3 separate regions of the Sus scrofa genome follow, and regions 2 and 3 are each linked to region 1. The links are chromatin contacts, called in public Hi-C and HiChIP or PLAC-seq maps. All regions are on one chromosome and are shown on one strand. The core of a region is the stretch at or near the end of the contact, and the rest is flanking DNA. Distances in the headings are between cores, read along the strand shown.

Region 1 (4,337 bases), core at 999-3,498:
ATGGAAGTACACATATCTTTTTCAAGTTAGTGTTTTCATTTTCTTTGCATAAATACACAGAAGTGGAATTGTTGGATCATATGGTAGTTCTATTCTTAATTTTTTGAGGACTCTCCATACTGTTACTTGAATGCCACACTTTAAATTGGCAAAATATATGGTCTATGAATTATACCTCAATAAAGATGTTATAATGAAGTAGAAAAGCACACACATAAAGAAGGCACCTTTCTATAGAACATCTTAAGTGGATGGGGCGAGGCAGTAAGTTTAGATAGGTTATGCTAGGGATGAAGTAAAGAGGAGTTGACGAAGAGTTCCCATAGGGTTTGGAGCATTGTTATTGGGCTGATTTTACAGATGAGGAAACTAAGCTGTACAGAAACTTAAGGTCATATAGCTAGTATCGGGCAGAAGCTAGATGCTGTGGGGTCCTTAACAGCTACATCACTCTCTCCTGGGAATTTGTGTCTCTGTTCTAAGATAAAGGCAGGGTGGAGAACAGCCATGGCTCAGAATTTCTCAATGACATTGCTTTCTCCTGGTGCCAACTCCTCCGTGCTCTTCAGAAAGCACTCCTCACTTGGGTGCCTACCATCTGTTTAATAGACATTGTGGAAGCCTTGGTTTCTGCAATTTCTAGAGCAAAATTTAGGACAAAGCACCTTTGAAGATATCAGCATGTGGCTTCTCTCCTTCAGGGAAGTGATGAACTGATGTCTGTCTGCCAATGTGAATATTAGCTGAGAATGATCAGATAGAAGGCTTTATGACATAGAGTACCTGCATATCAGAACATTCCCTGAAAACTCATAAAGACGTCATTTGTATACAAGCTCTTTCAGTATTCATGCCTACAGGACAATAATAATTTGTCAGTATAAATTTAATATAGCAGACTTTTATTTCTTACAAGGTACTTGGGTGTTTTCATCTAAGTACAGGGTTTTGTTTGTTGAACATTCATTTTTATCTGGCTAGCAAATGAATACAAGGACAGGAATTTTTGTCTCCATTTTGGACTATTTCTGTGAGCCAGATTCCCACATGTGGGATAATCCTGAGTCATAGGGTATGAACATTCCTGAGGTTTTTGATCTGCGTTCCCAAATTGCTTTGCAAAAAGATTGAACCGAGGTACACTCCCACCACCAGTGTATATATTTAAATGCAAATTCCAAGCTGCACTGAGTCTCTTTCCTAGGTATTTCACTTATCTTTTTTTTTTTTTTTAATGCTAAGCAAAAGCTGGTCTAGGATTTTTTTTTTTAAGTCTGATTATAAAAATGGAGCAGATAGTTAAAACAGCTCTTAGGCAGAAATAAGCTTTAAAAAGGCCCAAGCAGAGTGATGAAAATGTTAAGGCATCATAGCAAGAAGCACATTCTCAAGGGACCATTAACAATTGGCTTAGATTGGGATAGCAACCGCCAAGAATGTCGGGCGTGGTCAGTGTACCAAATTCTAGTTTAGAAAAAGCAGGCTATTTTATTTATTTCTATTTCACTTTGTTCTAAAGACGATTTAAGATACTTAAAGGCAGGCTCTTGAGAAGTAGCGTGGTGTGTGAAAAATCAATCCTGTGAAAATGAAACAAACTCACGCCCCCTGAACTAGTCCGCGCTTATCTCTCCCTGCACCGGATGCCTCGCCTCTATAATCTGAGTTCAGTTTGCAGCCACAGTGACCGCCTCTATGTGTAATAATGGGGCACAGAGATTTTAGGGAGTTTGGGGGTTGGGCAGCAGGCAACGGGAAGTCCAGACTCGGGGTACCAACCCACTGAACTCTGCACAAATGCTGGGACTTCAACCTTCAGCCACGAGTCCCCTTCCGCCAGTTTTTTAGGAACCCGCCTGCGAGTCTTCCTTCTCTGTGCCCCCGCCCGCCCACCCGCATCTACCAGAAAGAGAAAGAGCTGACGCCCGCAAAGGAGTCAGAAACTCGATTTCGCCCCTTTCTACTTCTCCCTTCTCACTTTTGTTCTTCCATTCCTTCTCTCTCTCTTTCTTCTCTTTCTTCTCCTCCTCTTCTCTCTCCCTCCTCCACGCCTGCTTCCCCAGCCTCTTCTCCCGGACTAATCCCCCCATCACCCCCTTTCCACCGGTTCAGAGCCCCCCTCCCCTCTCCAGCTCTCCTCTCTTTCCCTCCCCTCCGCCCGCGGCCCCGCCCGCAGCCAATCAGCGCGCGGCCTCCTGCGGCCCCGCCCTCCCCGGCGGTTCCGGGCGGGCCCGGCGAAGCCCAGGCCACGGGTTCGGAGGGCGGCGCCGCGGGGCGGGGGCCGATGGGGCCTGGCGGACCGGCGGCGCTGGTGCGGGGCTTGCCTGGGCGCGCGTGTGCGGGGCTGTGAGGGGGTGAGGCGGGCGCTGCGGCCCGCCCGGGATGGGCCAGCTCCGGCCTGGCGGGGCCGAGCCGGAGGCGAGGGCGGTGCGCGGGCCAGGCCTGCCAGGCAGGCGGCCCGGGGACTGAGGTGGGCGCGGAGGAAGGGGCCGAGCCAAGGCGGTGGGTGGAGCGGCGAGGGGGGCGGAGGCTGGGCCGCGGCGGGCGAGCGGAGCGGCGCGCCTGGCCGGAGCTCGGCGGCAGCGGCAGCGGCAGCGGCGGCGCCTGAGGAAGCAGAGGCGGCGGCGGGCCCGGACGAGCGCCCGGAGGTGGCGGACGAGGCGCCGGGGGCCCCCATGGGCGGGTGTGTGGGCGCCCAGCACGACTCCTCGGGCAGCCTCAACGAGAACTCGGAGGGCACCGGAGGTAGGTGAGCGCCAGGGGGCAGCCTCGGCCCCCCATTGTTCCCGGCCAGGCCCGGCCACCTGTCCTGGCCCCTGCGGGCCCGCGGGCCGCGCGGCCGGGGCCCCCGAGCCCCTTTGTCATCTCCTCCTCCACGTCACTCCCCGCGCTCCGCTTCCGGCCGGCCGCGGGGTCGCCCCCTTTTTCTCTCCCGCCCCCGAAAAAAAGCCCTCCGCGCGCCGGGGATGTCGCCCTCGGCCTCTCGACCCCACCGCCTCGGCTCGGGAAACTCGGACCAGAAACTGCCTCTCAGGCCACCTCACTCCCTTTCCAGCCCGTTTAATTATTCAGGAACTGGATGGCGGCGCTGGGGTTGCAGAAAAACGAATTGATGGGGGTGGGGGGTGGGGAGGGGAGCCTAATGCATTCCCTCCGACGGGCCCCGCCACATCTCTCCGCACCCGTCCTTGTTCAGCAGAGTTGGCTGGTCTCAGCTTTCCTGAGTTTCAGATGACAGCTGCCCTGGTTGGTTCCAATTTGGCCATTTAAACCTGCAAGTTTCTGGAGCTCGGCTGGGGAAGTCTCAAGTGGCCACAGGCAGTGTTTTAACGAGGGGTGGGGAAACGGTCTGCCGGAGTTAAAACGTGGCTTCTTGCTGCAGCTTGGGGGTGTTGGGCCAGTGCGCTGTCGGGGTGGGCTAGTCAAATTCCCAACCGTCTTACGTAAAGGAAAATATGTAGGATAAACGTACAAATACCTGAGTCCGACTTACCCCAATAGGATCGGTACTTTAAAAGTTTTTGTAACACGGAACGCGCTTCTACTTTATTGTAAATAGCAGCTTGCTGAGGAGAGATCTTTTAATTCAATCGGTGTTGCAGTGTAGCAAAATAACAATACAATTAATTTTTACCTGTGCTTAAGTGATCTCTTGAGGATTCCATTCTATAGCTTGTGTAGAGGACGGAGAGTTAGTTGAAGAAGAAATAGCTTTTAGGAATAGCGAAGATGACAGTGTTGGTTTTGTTCCAGCCTTATGTTGGATGTCTCAAATGTGGGGCATACTTGAAAGTTTCCTAAACTAAATCGTTTGGGGCTGGGTGGATTTACAACTTTTTCTTAACGTGCTAGCATTGAGGCCAGTTGCTTGCCTCTCACTAAGCTCCATCTATAAACCGTGTACACCTAACTTTTGGCTGATGAATTTCCTGAATTAATGATGTTTAGCCTTGCCACTTCATTAAAATGTATGGGCATCCTGGATGACTAAATCCTGGGCACATAGTTTGAGAACTCAGTGAAGGGTCTTGGGGAAAAAAAAAAAAAAAAGGTCCATGAAAATGGTACCTTATAGTACATTTCAAGTGATAGCATGATTCCTTGGCTCATTAACTATAAGATTCTCATTGAAAACAAAGCAGGAAGATAAGAAGGGCATGATTTAAAACAACCTTGGGTTAAGATCATATAGGAGGTCAGAATGATTCTTCTGCCAGTGAGGTGGTCATTAATGGTACAGAACTATAGGTAGTTATTTTTTCATAAGTATGATGTAATGCGCTTGTCATAGGTGGTGTTAGTCCTAATTAACTTTCAAACACTTTTCTCTCATTGGT
Region 2 (4,337 bases), core at 772-3,271, 97 kb after region 1:
ATTTCTTACAACTTTACTTAGGAATAGTTTGCATATCATAAAATTCATCCATTTCAAGTGTACAATTCAGTGATAAAATTTTTTAGTCAATTTGCCAGGTTATCACATCCTCACCATAATAATCCAGTTTTAGAACATTTTCATCGCCCCAATAAGACTCCTCATGTCCATTTCAACCCAGCCCGTGGCAACTGTTAATCTACTTTTATTCCCTAAGGAGGTGCCTTTTTTAGGCATTTCATATAAATGGAATCATAGGACGTGTGGTCTTTTGTGTCTGGCTTCTTTCCCTTATAACATTTTTGAGTGACGCTCTCCATTTCTGATTCTCTTTTCATTTTTTCTGGTGCTGTTGTAGAGCCAGTCTCACAGAGTCCTGTGTGGCTGTGCCCAGCCTGGGATGAACTGGCCGGGGACTTCTAGTCCTTCCTGACTGCCCTGTGCTAAATGCCTCCACTTCCCAGTGGGAAAGCCTCCCAGTGGTCCCCCTTCTCTTGTCATAGTGTTGGTCAAATAGACTGAAACTAATGAAAAGGCTGCCTTCCAGCCTGTTGTGGGAGGTTTAGATGTGGGCTTAGTCAATGAGGGCTCAGTCTTGGGCTGTGTTTTCTTCTTTTAGTGAGAAAGACCCTCTACAATTGCAACCACTCATTGAGTTGTGGGGACATTTCAAAATGCTTGGCAACTTTTGCTCAGGGTGCCCTTCTTACAGACCACCACCAGCACCCCAGCCTTCTGTGGTTGGCTTTCTACATTTGGAACTGTAATTGGTGTTTGCATACGGCTCAGGGAGGGCTGAAAATATCTCCACACTGATGGTTCTCCACAGGGATGGGGACAATTGGGGTATGACTTTCACTCAGATTGCATTTGCTTATGAGGGAGAGTTACCATAAGAAGATTTACAGGCTGCCCAACCCTCCGGACTTGCTACTTGGAACCTACTTAGCAGATTTAGATAAAAGTATAACCGTCCTAGGGAGTTTCCTTTGTGGTTTAGCAGAAAAAACGAAACTGATAGTAACCCCGAAGAGGCGGGTTCAATCCTTAGTCTCACTCCATGGGTTAAGGATCCAGTGTTTAGGCGAGGTGCTATGGTGTAGGTCGCAGAGGAGGCTCGCATCTGGCGTGGCTGTGGCGTAGACCCGCCGCTGTAGCTCTGATGAGACCCCTAGCCTGGGAACATCCGTATGCCACACCTGCGGCCCTTAAATACATACATACATACATACATAAAAGTATAACTGTCCTAGAGACAATAGTGGCAGGTGAAAACGACCAGGATCGAAGATGATGGTGGTCAAAAGATTTCGGTTCTACGTACGGGGAGCTTACTTAGAAAAATTGGGAAATTAAGAAACGTTTTACTTAATATGCAAATATATCTGAAGATCCCTTATGAAGCATGTGATAAACTCTCAAGGAGCTCTTCTCCTAGCCCAGCAACCCTGGCCGGTGGATCACCATGGGGCAGAGCCCCTGGGAAGCAGGAAACCAGCCTGGGCCTCCAGGGACTCACCCACGGCCGCAAGGGCGCAGCATTTTCCTCGCTAGGAGGCAGCATCGCGCCGAGGAACCGGCACCGGATCCACCAGCAGGATATGTAGCCCCGGACCGGTGCCCTTCCCGCCTGGCGCTCCCAGCTGAAAAGTGGGCGCGAGCAGAGCAGCCTAGCGGGATGGTTACCCGGCGGGTTAAATGATTAATGCCAGTTCGCCTTCTTGGTCTTTGGACAACAATCAGTGGGCACTCGTGACAAGCCAATTCGCTTCCCCTCCTGCTCCCGCAGAAATTTGGGGAGCCATAAGAGGCGGCGGGTCTCCCAGACCCGGAGGGGTCCCGGCTGAAGGGTTTCCTCAACTCCCCAAAGCCTGGTCGGTGGCTCGCCAGCTCGCGGCGCGCGGGGGGAACTACAGTTTCCAGAGTGCCCTGCGGCGATGGGCGGAGCCCGGCAGCGCCCGCAGCCAATTAGGGGGTCTCTGGGCGCTGCCGAAGAGCTGCAGGTGGAGCCGGGCAGGAGGGCGGGCGCGGGGCCGGGTACCCGGAACGCGTCCCGGGGCTGGCGGGTTGGGCGGGGGCGCGGCGCGAGCCGGGCAGGCATCGGGAGGCAGCCCGGGGACAGGACCGAGCGGGGGCGGGGACCACAGCCGCCTGCGCGGTTCCGGGTGCTCCCGCGGCGCTGAGCCCTGGGCGCACTTGACCCGTGTCCGGCTGCGGGGAAGGGCGGGTCTGGGGAGAACCCCAAGCGCCGCGGCGTCTCTCCAGCCCTTCCTCTTCGCGGCCGCCGGAGCCACAGCCCGAGCCCGAGCCGGCGCCACCTCGCCCCCCGGCTCGCGTGCCCCTAGCCATGGCTTTCGCCAATTTCCGCCGCATCTTGCGCTTGTCTACCTTCGAAAAGAGAAAGTCCCGCGAATACGAGCACGTCCGCCGGGACTTGGATCCCAACGAGGTGTGGGAGATCGTGGGCGAGTTGGGCGACGGTGCCTTCGGCAAAGTTTACAAGGTGAGGGCGCTGGGGTGTGGGTGGTTCGGGGCTCGCGGAGCGGTTCCGGAAGGAAGGGGCGCTGGCCCTGGTTAGTCTCGCTCACCGCTCGGGAGAGCGCAGAGGGGCTGCTTGGCCCTGAACTCAGGTTCTTGTCCTGGTGACCCTTGTTCTTTGGGGGAGGGGGTGCCCACGCTCAGCCCGACTGAGTCTCTGCGCACCCAACTCCCTCTCTGGGCAAGGCTGCTGCCCCGGGGCTAAGTTTCTGAGCACTTCCTGTGCGCCCCGCACGGCTCTCGGCTCTCGGCGCCGCAGGGGGAGACAAAGGGGCGCTTATAAGACTTTAGCATCCTCAGATGAGGCATCTGCGCTAAAGCTGGGATACTAGGTATACTTTTTAAGGGACGCCACCCAGAAGCTGTGAGAATGCCGAGGCGATGGGGACGGAGAAACACAGCTGCAGCTGAAAGGGTTGTGACCGGTGAAGTTGGGTAGGCACCTGAAGAGAAGCCAGAGATGCGAGATAGGAAATCGCGGTGGGGGGTGGGGGGAGGTGTAGAGTTCGAGGTTAGGCTTGGAAATGTGGACTGGGGCCGGCAGAGGGGTAGGTCAGGGCCTCGTGAATCCGGCGCTTGGGGGATCAGATTTGATTCTGTAGATGAGTCACAGCTGGGGAGTCTCCCAGGCTGCAGTCACCTTCCCTTAGGGGAATAAGAAGCGAGAGAGCTTTTGTGGAGGGGTGGGTGGGGGCAGAGCTGATTAATTCTAGACACGTTTGCCGCAGGTCATTGCCTGGTTCCCGGTGCTGTGAACAAATTCTGAGTTGCTGAGTCGCGTTAGGGACCCAAACACTTAGGACTTGACTCCACCCTTTCCCTGATTTCCTTTCGCCCAGGAAACCCTATGCTGAAAGAGACCCACATGTTAAAGCTGGTGGTACCTCCAGGAAGGCATCCCCTTCCCAAGTTACCATCCCCAAGCTGCAGGAAGGAAGGGCTCCTGTAGTTTGCAGGCCACTCTGACCCCAGGAATGTCTTTTGAGGAGGCTGGATCCCAGAGACGGTTTCTGTAGGCGCTCTGGTCAAGACTTGCTCTCTTTGCCTTGACAGTGGTGGAGCCTCGTTACCCAAGTGTAGTCGGGGAAGGAGTAGCATGAGCATCACCTGGAAGCTTGGAAGTGCGTTAGAAATGCAGAATCTCAGGCCCTACCCCTGACCTCCTAACGTAGGGTCTGCATTTTGACAAGATCCCTAGGCAATTGCTAAGCCCTTGAAGTTGGAGAAACACCGCTCTAGAGGCAATTTTGAGGCCACCCAAGGCCCCTCCGGGTGTTAGTTTTGTTACCTTACCACCTCTGAGCCAGCACTTCCTGTTGCAGGGCGGAACCATCACTGGAGCAAAGGTTCTGCGGTTGCAGAGGCCTCTGTGACACTCACAGCCGAGGCTCTTCACTGCCTTGATTTGCTGCTCTTTGCTGCCTGAGGGATCTGCACGTAATCGAGGGCAGCCAGCACTCCCGCATCTTTTCTCAGAGCTGCTGTCCTCGGCCTCATGGCTCCCCCCTCCCCTTCCCTCCCCCCACTCCTGCCGGTGTCCTTGAACGGAGCCTGCTCTTCCAGGTGTGCTCCGACCACCATGAGTGCAGCCAGACCCTTGGTCAGCTCCAAACATCCTCTCCTCTCTCCAGAAGGTTCAGTTGGTGTCTTTCTTTCTTTCTTTTTTTCTTCTTTTTTGGCCCCTCCGTGGCATATGGAGTTCCCAGGCCAGGGATCACATCTGAGCCAGTTTCAGCCTCTGCTGCAGCTGCGGCCATGCTAGATCCTTAACCCACTGGTCGGGGCATCAAAACCAGAGA
Region 3 (4,337 bases), core at 1,099-3,598, 71 kb before region 1:
CAAGCATGGCTGGATCCAGGAGCTTGAAATTGTCTGTCAACTGAAGAAAAATGCACAACCTAAAAGTTGCATGTTAAATTTTATTCAGGGACCTTACTAAGGACTCTAGCCCATGAGAGAGCCTCTCAGATAGTTCTGAGAAACTGCTCCTAAGAGGTAAGGGAGGAACCAGGATATATAGGAATTTTTTGCTGGCGGTGGGAGTGGGGGGGTGTGGCAGAACATGTAGTCCAGCATTTAAAAAAAAAAAACCTGCTAGTCACAAAAACCAGACATCTTAAGGTAATGGTTTTAGTGCCTTTTCTGAATGGGAAGATGCAAGAATTTGCTCATTGAAACTATTCCTTAGATATGCATCTTAACTCTGCAGGTTAATTTAACAGAATGCTTCCTGTTTTTATCCATTCTGAATTCCCCTCAGGGTGCACCATTGCTAAGGCAGCAACATTTGTTTACTGAATGGCAGGCAACACTCTTGGTTTACTGGAATGGCAGGCCACATTCCCGTTCCCCGTGTCATTGGCGTCTGGGACTCACCCTTGCTACCCCTCTGCTCCCTTCTCTCCCTTGCTGGACCCACATTCTCATGGTGACAGTAGTTCCAGGCACCCTTCAGGGACTCCCACCAAAGAAAGTGCACCTCCTTCAATACAATCCCATGATTGGTTCCGACTGATCCATTTGGGTCATACCCCATCCCTGGACTCATCACGGCGGCCACTTTGGCCAGGCTAGGGTTTCGTACCTCCTCCATCCCTTTGGGCAGTGGTGAGGTCAGCCTCACCCAAACCACACGGATGGAGGCTGCAGTGTCGCCCACCATGCAGTCTACGAGGTCTCCCACCTTAAATGTTTTTCTTTTATAAAGCTCCTACTTCATGCTTTTTATTTTTTGATTTTTTTTTCTTTTCTTTTTTTTTTTTTTAGGGTCTTACGTGCAGCATATGGAGGTTCCCAGGCGAACCTCCATATGCTGCAGCTGCTGGCCTACACCACAGCCACAGCAACGTGGGTTCCGAGCCACGTCTGCGACCCACACCACAGCTCATGGAAACGCGGGCTCCTTAACCCACTGAGCGGGGTCAGGGATCGAACCCGCATCCTCTTGGATACTAGTCGGGTTCATGACAGCTGAGCCATATCAGGAACTCCTTCGTCTTAAATTTGGTTAGGGATCGCCAGAGAGGTGATCCCCCAGTGTGATTCCACCAAAAACTGCTGGCCCCAGGAGTCCAGGGCCTGGGGTACTTCTTAAGTCTGGGACCCAGTCAGTGCCCCTTCTCACCTGGCCAAACAGTACTTCTGTGCATCCACGGGGCTGAACTACCCCCTGCCCCGCTCACAGCAGCCACAGCCCAGCCTGCCTCTGTGAGCGAGGAGAACAGCTGAGGCGGCTGTGCACAGATATGTGCAACTTGAGTCAGCTCAGCCCCCGCAGAGCAGGTCAGGGGCTAGATCAATCAGTAAACAAACGCCCCGTGTGTTTCCCGCCTCCCTTTGCACTGCCTGGCCTGGCCAGAGGCAGCCCGTGGTGTTTTCCCAGAGAGAAAGAGTCAGCTGACACACACGCCAACCATCCGCATCAGCTCGCAGCTGGCCTGGTCACTCCCTGGGGGCTGGAATGTAACCGAAACAGGAAAGCCCACTCCTCTCCTCCATGGCTCCCCTGGGACGCTCATCCGTTATCTGTCTCAGCAGTCACTGCCCACAGTGCTAGGCGTGGCAGCTATTGTCGTGGTCTCTGGAGGGCCTCCCCAAGTGTGACACTGAGCAACCCTCGCAGCAGAGCCCTGGCCCTCCAGCTTGGGAGGGTGGCGGTGGGGGGCGGGGGGGACCAGAGGGACACAGCTGGAGGCAGCCCATTGGACTGGAGCCATAAGGATGGTCCCTGGGCTTTGGGAGAGGGAGCCGGGAACCGCAGAGAGCAGGCTGGAAGGCACCCCAATCACACTAATGAAGACAGAAGCAGGCAGTCCTTTCCTGATAGATACCTGAATTGTTACATTGTACACCTGAAACCAATGCAGTGTCATGTGTCAATTTTATCTCAATTTTTAAAATAAATAAATTTTTCAAAATTAAACTGAGGAATTCCCGCTGTGGCGTAGACCGGCAGCTGCAGCTCCGAGGCAATCCCTACCTAGCCTGGGAACTTCCATGTGCCACAAGTGCGGCCCTGATGCAAATAATAATAATAATAATAAATTTTAAAATAAAACAAAATAGGTGCTTCAGGCATGGCTGGATCCAAGGGCTTGAAAATAGTGTAAGATAGAGATCGCCTCCTAGCTACGTAATGAAAATTGCTTGCTCTCTCCTCCTGGGTAGTGATTCAGCCCAAAACCATGTGCCGCCAAATCCAGCTTGTCTGTGACTCCTCCACCAACGAGAACTGCAGAGGAGCCAGGGAGAGTTTCTCTCTCTCTCTCTGTTTCACACACACACACACACACACACACACACCAGCATGCGCGAGCGGACTCCCACAAGGCCTTGGGGATTTGTTCAATTACTAAATAGTGCCTCTTTGGCTGCATACTTACCCCCAGGACCATGGCCAGTGCCGGAGATAGAGGAATGAACAAGACAGACAAATCCCTGCCTTCCTGCAGCTCATATTCTAGCAGGGGAAACAGACATGAACATAATAGCTAAGTAAATTACCTGGTTTATTAGGAGGTAATACCTGGTAAGGGGGGAATACACCTGGGTAAGGGGCAGGGTGCCATGCCTCTGAGTATCGCCTAAGGCAAAGTCAAGAAGGGTGACCTTGAGGCACAGATTGAAGAAGGTGAGTGCCGTGTATGATACCGAGGGATTTCAGAGGTGTTGGGACCTACCCTGTATCCTGTGTCCTGTGGCCGCTTGCACAGGCTCATCCAGAGCTAAGTGAGGTTATGGCGGGGGAGGGGGGCATGGTGCACAGACGCCTCTGGAGGAAGTCTTTCACTGCTAGGGCATCTCTCGGATCACAGCCTTGGCCATCAGCACTCTGGGACTTAACAGTGACTCACCCCAGCATCTCTTTGTCCCCACAGAGGAAAAGTACACAGTCATCTACCCATACACAGCGCGTGACCAAGATGAAATGAACCTGGAAAGAGGAGCTGTGGTGGAAGTCATCCAGAAAAACCTGGAAGGCTGGTGGAAGATCAGGTACCCTCTGCAGCTGGGTGGGTTTCAGGTCATGTGGGCTCCAGCTGCTCAGAGGTCTATAAAGTGATTGCAGAAGAAGTGAGGTTTCAGCTTGAGCCATAAAAGGATGCTTCTCCTCTGTGCTATTTGGCTTCCTTCCCTACCCATATCCTTTAAAAATCCGTAATAAGCAAAACTGAACAGAAAGCAGTAACCCCATTGAGCAAGACTGATCTCCAGATGTGTCTCATAACCAGTAACTGGAGGCTGGCGCTGCCCTGTGTGAGTGATTTCCCACTCCAGCCCTCCTCTGGGAGCAACCGGATGTGTAACACCACACAGACGGGAGCCTGTCCTAAAGCCCATCATTTGCTGTCATTGCTCGGAGTCCAGAGGAGACTGGCATTTCAAACACTTTGTCACAGCTCTTTCACCCATGCGGTGAAATCAAAACCTCATAGGTAGGTAGGGTGGCCAACTCATCCTGCTTGGCCTGGGACTTTCCCAGTTTGGTAATGAAAATCCTGGGTCACTCCCTGGGTTACCCTGGTGAAAATCCTGGGTTAGCCTGGTGGCCAAGCTGTGACCGCAGGAAATTAGGGCAAGAGAGGAAGCCTGAGGCCCCTGCCACCTGGTGTCTGTGCATGTAAGGCAGGACATCAGGGCCACTGCGGCTGAGTGTATAGTGCTTCATTCATTCAGCAAACCTACACCAAAACCTATTCTGATTTGGGGGAGTCAATGGTGAGAAAGACACAGTAGTTCACCCCACAGGTGCAGAAGACAGACTCGGGCACAGGCACAGGGCCGGGCAGCGAGTGGTATGTTGGAAGAATGCACAGGGGACTTTGGAGTACAGAAGAGGGCTCCTTGGCCTGGCAGTCAGGAAGACTTCCTAAAGGAGGGGACCTCAGAACGGAGGCTTGCAGTAAGGACAGGGATAGCTCACACAGCTCAAATATTGTTGTCTTGCTGCATAACAAATTATCCCCAAATTTAGTGGCTCTGTAATTCAGGTGGCTCAATTGGGCTCAGGATCCCTCATGAAGTAGCAGCAGGACATCAGCAAGGGCACCGGTCATCAGAAGGTCTGACTGAAGCAGAAAGTGACAGAGCCAAGCTTTGAACCTGTGCCTTTCTGACCCCAAAGCCCACTCAGCACTTGGATGTGAGGCCTCCCTGCTTCCAGTGCCACTAAACAA

What was found. Hi-C and Micro-C count contacts between places; a contact is called where the count stands out from the background. HiChIP or PLAC-seq counts read pairs in DNA pulled down with a chosen protein or histone mark.
Region 2: a Hi-C map of embryonic fibroblasts shows a contact between it and region 1, with 3 times the contacts expected there. The contact joins the promoter of STK10 here to the promoter of UBTD2 in region 1. A contact is called at or near these places in 1 of 5 promoter capture datasets (liver), 5 of 47 Hi-C or Micro-C datasets (blood, embryonic fibroblasts, heart right ventricle and 2 more) and 2 of 2 datasets of contacts at active chromatin or transcription factors (alveolar macrophages and skeletal muscle).
Region 3: an H3K27ac HiChIP or PLAC-seq map of alveolar macrophages shows a contact between it and region 1. The contact joins the enhancer-like site here to the promoter of UBTD2 in region 1. A contact is called at or near these places in 5 of 47 Hi-C or Micro-C datasets (embryonic fibroblasts, fetal skeletal muscle, heart right ventricle and 1 more) and 2 of 2 datasets of contacts at active chromatin or transcription factors (alveolar macrophages and skeletal muscle).

Annotation. Positions count from the first base shown.
Region 1 is chr16:51,904,920-51,909,256 of Sscrofa11.1, forward strand. UBTD2 (ubiquitin domain-containing protein 2) reads left to right here and starts at 2,249. Exons shown (of 4, transcript XM_021076607.1): 1 at 2,249-2,745.
Region 2 is chr16:52,001,747-52,006,083 of Sscrofa11.1, forward strand. It overlaps STK10 (serine/threonine-protein kinase 10), which reads left to right and starts at 2,022. Exons shown (of 19, transcript XM_021077114.1): 1 at 2,022-2,503. The coding sequence starts at 2,348.
Region 3 is chr16:51,833,378-51,837,714 of Sscrofa11.1, forward strand. SH3PXD2B (SH3 and PX domain-containing protein 2B) reads left to right here. Exons shown (of 14, transcript XM_021077089.1): 9 at 3,039-3,156. Among named protein-coding and RNA genes, the nearest start is that of UBTD2, 72 kb to the right of the region's middle. Within about 2 kb of position 2,349, at least 39 of the 83 cell types and tissues checked have an H3K27ac peak or open chromatin away from gene starts, as enhancers often do. A contact at or near this core is called in alveolar macrophages, embryonic fibroblasts, fetal skeletal muscle and 2 more, where this site is marked.